Regions from separate parts of the Mus musculus genome. Here region 2 is linked to region 1. A link is a contact called in public Hi-C data. All regions are on one chromosome and are shown on one strand. Each heading gives the region's core, a stretch centred on a gene start, on an enhancer-like site or on the middle of the called end of the contact. The rest is flanking DNA. Distances are from core to core; before and after follow the strand shown.

Region 1 (3,644 bases), core at 504-3,003:
GGACTCTCCAACACTAACAGGTGAGAGGTGTGGCCACAGTAGGACACGGAGAGCCTGGAGGCACTGGAGACTATCTGAAATGGTTGGCGAGCACTTGGAAAAGTGGGGTGAGCTTGTGACGAGGGTGGGCCTCCCATCTGCCCTTCCAGGTCTTCTAGCACAGATCCCTCCATGGTGTCCCTTGGGACATTACTGTGATTTCTCCTCCTTGGACTTAACTTGGACATGGCTGTAGGCCACTCTAAGTTTCCCTGATCTCTTACGTGGATTATCCGTCCATTTCCACTGCATGCTTTTGTCCACTGTGCATCTCTGGCAGCTGTCATTCTGTTCTGGGCCTTTACCCTCTTCTACTTTCCCTGTCCTTCCAACACATTGCCCAGAGCACCTTTCTTGCTGTTCGGATGCTTGGTTCATTCACCATTGCAGAATGTGAGTGACAGCAGCTCAGGAGATAAAGACTATTCTAACACCCCAGTGCTGTGGGTCCCTTCCATTCAAACTGAATTATGGAAGTGACCATGCACTGCGTCCCCTTCCAAAGTTGTGGTTGCCCTACATATGGAAGTCATCACCCTGCCCTGGAAGGAGGCATTGCTGTCCAAGGTCACACCCCTTAGCTGGCTTTTGACTAATGCAGGAGCAAGAATGTGTGTTTCACTCAGGTGTTATAAATGTAATTTTCCTTTGATTGTCAGAGTTTCATATTTAAGAAAGTGATGCAGAGGGGTCATGTTTGAAGCCCTTGGCTGAGAAGCAATTAATGCATGACCCTCCAGTCACATGTTCAGGGTTTGGATGTTGGGCAGGCAGTGGCTGGAGAGTGTGTAATGTCATCCAGTTTTCTTCTCTGTAAAGTACACAGAATACTTGTCCACTCACCTGGGGGCCATAGGATCAGATGAGTTCATTCTCATGGAGCTCATAGAGCAGACCGGAAGCTCAGTGAGCACGTCAGCATCTCCTCTGTCTCAGCTCAGATACAGTGCTGGGGCTTCCATCAGCATCTCCTCTGTCTCAGCTCAGATACAGTGCTGGGGCTTCCATCAGCATCTCCTCTGTCTCAGCTCAGATACAGTGCTGGGGCTTCCCAGTCTCCCATTGTCCTTTCTGACACTTGTTGACCTTTTCATTTAAGATGCTCCTTGGTTTGATACAAAGAGCTCTGAAAGGTAATTAATTACTTTGGTCCTTGTTTTTCACAATTTACGTTTAGAGTTCACAGTAAGAGTTTATAGTATATGGGAGTTTGTGTATTATCTACCAACTATGCAACAACCAGTGTCTAGTCCTTTAAATTACACAAACACACATTCTCTCTCTCTCTCTCTCTCTCTCTCTCTCTCTCTCTCTCTCTCTCTCTCACACACACACACACACACACACACCCCTTTGATGCTAGAAGCATTTTTAGCCACCCTGGCACTGATAAAAGTACCTGTGTTTTAGCCCTTTAACCCATTTAACAATGGAATAAAATGTTTGAATTTCTATAGCATGTTTGTATATGGAGAGGAATCCTTTAACATGGGAATGTGACATTGTTCAAAGCTACCCTGTTCTTCCCTAATTGGAAGGGCCTGACACTGGCCCTGGGCAGGCCTACCTCCCAGCCATCCCAAAGCCAGCCTTCAGTAGACTCTTTTATCAGTGGTAACTTGGGGAATATTTTCCCCTGAAAGCAAAAGCAATCCACTGAAGAAAGGGTGGGAAGAACTGAAGAGCTTAAAATAGCCAAGAGGAGGACTGTGGGAAACCCTGTGAAGACACAGAAGCTGGTGCAAGCAAGGGCACACCTGTCACTCCTCCCAGCCCAGAGCTGAGAAATCCTGGCCAAAGAGCAGTGAAGATGTCTTTGAAATGATTTCAGGAAAGCCAAAGCCAGACATAGAGCCAAACTGGAGCAGGTCCCACCCAGCAAACATCCAGACAGCTTTTCCAGAGCTGGTTTGTACCTGTTTACTCGGGAGGATGGACTGCCTCCACCATGTGCATGCCAGTGAGCACTTCACTATCCGCTGTAGATGGACCTGTCACAGCCCATATTTCCTATCCTGAGCCCCCATCCCTCTCTGCCCTCTAGAGCTCCCTCCCTCTTTGGCAACTCCCCATAAGTCTCTCAGTCCTTGTCAGTCCAGCTTCCCTCATCCCTGCCCTCCTCAGCCCTTCTTACCCCTCCCCTCCCTGAAGCCCTCCTCTCCCCGTCCTTCCTCCTCTTGGCCTCCCTGTTCTGCCCAGCCCTCCTCCCCCTATATCCGGCTTCCTCTACTGCCACTCCTCCCCTCCAGCCCTGTTCTGTAGCCTCATCCTTACCTCCCCTCATCCCTTCCTCTTTCATCCCAAACTGGCTTTCCACATAGGCCCTTCTCCTCTGTCCGTTCCTCCTTCCTCTCCCCCTCCCCCTGTATCACCCACTCCTCCTTCCTTCCTTCCTTCCTTCCTTCCTTCCTTCCTTCCTCCTCCTCCACCACATCCCTTCTTTTTTCCCTCAGCCCTACTCTGCCTTCACTCCCCACCCCAGCCCTCCTCCTTTGTACCCATTTTCTATTCCCCTCTAGCATCCTTCTCTACCTCCTCACCCTTCCCTATCCATCCTCCTTAGCTCCCTCCTCCCCTGACTCCTCTTCCTCACCCCCCATCCATCCTTCTCAGCTCCTTCCTCCCTGACTCTCTTCCTCACCCTCCCCATCTGGCCTCCTCAGCTCCTTCCTCCCCAACCCCTCCTCCTCTGCCCTTGCCCCTCCTTTCCTCTTAGTCATCCTACTTCATCCCATTGCCCTCATCCCTTCATCCCTCCTCCAACCCCACCCCAGTCCTCCTCTTCATCCTTCCCAGTGTAGCTGTTTGTTGACAACTTCACTGAGAACTCAACACAAAATAAGTGGCAGATGTGGAGTTTCAAAGAAAAGGATTTGTTTGTTTGTTTTGTTTTGTTTCATTTTAGAAATGGAAAACTTTCTATGTCTCCTATGTCAGTTCACTCTTGAGTTCTCTGGAATACTTTTCATCTCTATGCTAATTTTATGTTGTAAGTGGAAATCGATTACATAGGAAGAACAGAAAGGGGGTTGGATCAGAGACCATCTGAGTGGCTGATAATCTAGTGGACCCTTCCTTCTGTCCCATAGAGGAAATGTCCTCCTAGCAGCCAAGGCTGTCCTAGGGGCCAGGGGCAGGTCAGGAGTAAGGGCTTCCTTTACACTCCCATGCCTGGGAAGTACGGATGCTCCCTCTTGTTCCAACAGTTCCCTGCAGATTTCTATCTCAGTGCTGAATCTGCCTATTGATTCATCAGAGCATCTTGTCAGCAGCACAGAGTGGCCTAGAAGCCATGACTAAGTATGAATGAGTGGACAGTGGATTGCGCTTGGTTCTCAGTCATGAGATGGATGGAACCCTCACCTCAGTCATGTTTGCCCTCTGGGCACCAGCGAGCTTCGTCAGAACAGGCACTGCATCAGTATACATGAGAGATGCATGGTTGTGCTCTCTGCAGATCTACATGGGTCTGCTCTGTGGTGGCTCCGGGACACCTGCCCCACAAAAGAGTGCCATGTCGCAATGATTTCTCTCGTTTGTTTTTGTTTAGTCCCGTCATGTGTTATTTCCTGTTTCTTTTCTTACACTGTGAAACATTTGTTGGT
Region 2 (3,644 bases), core at 295-2,794, 130 kb after region 1:
GCTTCTGGGAAAATTACCTCTCTGTCGCTGGCCTCCTGTCCTGGCTCAGGAGTCTGACTTCACCTTCCTGAAAGCAGGAGTTTGGTTTTTTTTTTTTTTTCCTTCTAAATTCTGCTGCCTGCTGCCAGCAGAGAGAGAGAGAGAGAGAGAGAGAGAGAGAGAGAGAGAGAGAGAGAGAGAGAGGTGGAGCCTGCAGAGGCTGCTGCTGGACCATCCGATGCCGTTCAAGGAGACAGTCACATTAGTCACTGGGTCCTGGGGTCTCAGCGAGCAGTATATGCAAAGATGAAGAGGGAGAGGGCTTCGTGCTGCACCATCTTTGAGTCATCCCTGGGTGTCAGCACTCCCACCCCACCCCTGAGCATGACTGTGTCATCTGCAGCCATCTGCCCAGCCTCTCAACAGTGGTGCCAGCTGTAGTAGCTAAGAGGACCTCCCCCAAAAGAGGATGCTACTGAGGCTGAAGAGGAGGGGCCTTTAACCATTTTAGCCCCTCCCCTACTGTTTTATAAGTAAAGAAACTAGGCCACAGCTGAGATGACTGGCCCAAGGTCACCCCAGTAAAAATAGGGGAGCTGGGACCAGAATGAAGGGCTCCTAATACCCAAAGGTACTGGGACCGCATCAAGGAATGCTCCTTCTCTTTCATCTTGTCTCTGCTTCATCTTGTCCTCTAGACTCTTCTCGCCATTCTAGCCCTGTGTGGCCCAGCCTCAAGGACACCCCTGCCCCACTCCCGTGCAAGCTGCATCTTCCTGCTTGGTTCTAAAGGTCTTGCTGACTTCTGGTTATATGGTACTGGCCTAAACAATGCTCCCTGAATGGTTGCAAGCAGAGTGTGGAAGCCACATCTGGGGTGGGGGTGGGGAGGTGGTGGAAGCTGCATCTGGGGTGTGAGTGTGGGCATAGGGGGGCACGGAGCAAGAACTGGCTGTAGCCAGGATGTATGCTGACCAAGGCTGAGGACACTCATTTCCTTCCCAAGAGACTGAGTTTGACTTTCAGAGCCCAGAGCAATGCCCTGGGATGAGAGGCATCCCCAGACCCCTCCCTGGGCAATGGCTACTTTAACAAGCCCACACTGCCTTGGCCTTTGTACTTCCAGCCTCGTCCTCACTGCTGTCAAGTCTCCTCTTTTACTTTGATCCTCTCAACAGACTGTCATTCCCTTTTTAAGAGATGTCACCATAGTTGGCATCACTTGAGTCCTCTACCAAGCACACTCGCTTATTTCTCTGTCTCTTGGTCCTCCCAGGGGTCACTTTGGGCAGAATTGTGTCCAGGACCTGTCATCTCTGGTTCTGAAAGCTTGGCTGGCTGGAATCTGACCACCTGAGCCAGAAACCTGGTGCAAAGAGGAGGATGGGAGGCACCGGTAATGGTTTAAAGGCCAACCTGCAGTTAAGTAGGGTTTGGGGAGTGGGTAAACAAACGGCAGCTTGGTTATGTCACAGTCAGGTTATGCTCTGACATAGGGGTGCCTGGGAAACCTGGTCTGAAGGCCTACACGGCTGAACTGAGAACTGAGGACTGCAGAGCCCAGTCCTTCCGAGAGCATTCTCTAGAGTGTGATCCATGGGACACTGGGTCTATGATACACTCTGGCAATAAACGGTTCAGAGATCAGCCAAGTTTGGCACTCACAGCTCCCTGCAAATCTGTGCGTCCCTCTTGCCAGTCTGTCCCAGTACCCTTGGCTCTGACCCATCAGGCAGTAAGAAACATGAACAACAACCACTCTATGTCTGCTGACCTTAAAGCCTGGCAGATACCTGGGCCTTGTCAGGCCAAGAAGGCTCTGTAGAGGTGTCTCCTTATGTCCCCAAGATCAGGGCTCAGGGACTCCCGGTTTTGCTTTGGATTTTGTCTCCTCTTATTTGAATTTCTGGAGAGAAAACAAACAAACCAAACCAAACAAACAAAAAAATACCTTCAAAACCAAAAACTAACTAGTTAGAGCCCAGAGAAGAGCTGGCCAATGAAAGGCAGAGTTGGAGCATTACAGCATCAGCGAGACCGCCCATTGGCCGGCCTGCCCTGAGGAGATGCGGCTTCCCGCCCCTCCACGCGGTGCGGAGTCCGTGCGGGCAGCTCTGTGTGCGCGCCCCAAGATGCCCGGCGCGCGCCCCTGGCCTCCAGCCGGGAGCTCTGGGTATTTGCGCGCGGCCCAGCGAGCCTTAGACAGCCGCAGGATGGCAGCGGAGTCCGCGCTCACCAGTGGAGGCTGCGGGGACGCGTGGCGCTGGGCTTCTCTGCATTGGGGAGGCGGCCTGCAGAGCCCAGGACTTCCAAGGACTGCAGAGCGGCAGGACTTGGTCCCTGCGCCCATCGTTGTGTTGTGGCTGGGTGCGTTTCCTGTCCGCTTTTTAGCGTTACTTTAACCACCATCTCTGAATTGTGCTGGGCATATTGTTTCTGGAATGAGGGCTGCATTCCCAGTTCCCTCGTTACTAGATAAGACTAACTTGGCAGCCAAGGGCTTTCTGGCAGATGTCTGCTATAATCCCAGCCTTCCAGAGGCTGAGTCAGGAGGACTGCTGTGGGTTCAAGACCAACAAAATGAGACCTTGTTACCGCCTCCCCCGCCCCCCCTCGCCAAATCACAACAAAAATAAAGTCAGGGAAAACGAGTGTGTGTGTGTGTGTGTGTGTGTGTGTGTGTGTGTCTGTTTGCCACAGGGAACTAGTTATGTTATTGTGGGGCTGGCACTTCTGAAATCTGTGTACTCAGCGAAGGGTTAATGGAACTACTCAGGAGTTGGCAGGCAGGGTTTCCCTGCATTTTTTAATGGTCCCAACTGACTGGACTAGGCCCACTCATTTACCCTGTGGAGGGAGAAACACTACAGAATTATCTTAATTGAACGTGAGGGAAACACCATAGCTGAATCATATTCCCTCTGACCCTCAGGATCCCAGAATGTGACTATTTCAACAAATCTGTCAGGAGACCTAGAGACACACAGCAGCACTGGGGTGTGTGGGGGGTGGGGTGGGGTGGGGTGGGATGGAATGGAATGGAATGGAGGTGGGGTGGTTAGGTGTGTTACATGGGCAGAGTCAGCTAGCTGATGGGAGAGGTCTCTGAGAAACCAACTGGCTCTGCTCTGGCCTCTTGACTTCTAGTCCTCTGCAAAGGAGGAAAATATTTCTGTTGTCTAAGCTGTACTAGCCAGTGGCACTCTGTATGGCCCTAGATACCCAGATACAATACTGACACAAGCTCAGTCATTGCCGTGGTGTTTGTGTCTAGACTGCATGACAGGAGCCGTTTATCCATCTTTGGCAACTGCATAGGTTTTCATGCTATGCCAAAGGGCTTAGGTTTGAGATCTATCCATGCTGGGGGACCATGCAAGCATGTGCATGTGCTTGTGTGTGTGTGTGTGTGTGTGTGTGTGTGTGTGTGTGTGTGTGTGAGACATAGACTGGCGGGGAAAACTGAGGTCTTAGTCTGTCTTCTTTCTCATTCATTTTGTTAGTTAGCATATAGAATAAGTCACCGTATGGCCTTTGCATCCAGGTGCATCATGTTTGCAGTGCTCTGACTCCTAACATAACAGCTGTCCCCTCATCAGAGCAGCTTTGACTGCTTACAGGAGACCCTCAAGATCCAGCCTGTTGACTATTGGCATTCTCTGTGG

What was found. Hi-C and Micro-C count contacts between places; a contact is called where the count stands out from the background.
Region 2: a Hi-C map of cerebral cortex shows a contact between it and region 1, with 1.5 times the contacts expected there. The contact joins two enhancer-like sites. A contact is called at or near these places in 3 of 484 Hi-C or Micro-C datasets (cerebral cortex and nephron progenitors) and 3 of 115 datasets of contacts at active chromatin or transcription factors (hepatocytes, liver and neural progenitor cells).

What each region holds. Positions count from the first base shown.
Region 1 is chr13:36,443,133-36,446,776 of GRCm38.p6, forward strand. All of the region lies in intron 6 of Fars2 (phenylalanine-tRNA synthetase 2 (mitochondrial)), which reads left to right. Among named protein-coding and RNA genes, the nearest start is that of Gm46409, 170 kb to the right of the region's middle. Within about 2 kb of position 1,754, at least 8 of the 459 cell types and tissues checked have an H3K27ac peak or open chromatin away from gene starts, as enhancers often do. A contact at or near this core is called in cerebral cortex and hepatocytes, where this site is marked.
Region 2 is chr13:36,576,622-36,580,265 of GRCm38.p6, forward strand. No RefSeq gene overlaps it. Among named protein-coding and RNA genes, the nearest start is that of Gm46409, 34 kb to the right of the region's middle. Within about 2 kb of position 1,545, at least 187 of the 459 cell types and tissues checked have an H3K27ac peak or open chromatin away from gene starts, as enhancers often do. A contact at or near this core is called in cerebral cortex and hepatocytes, where this site is marked.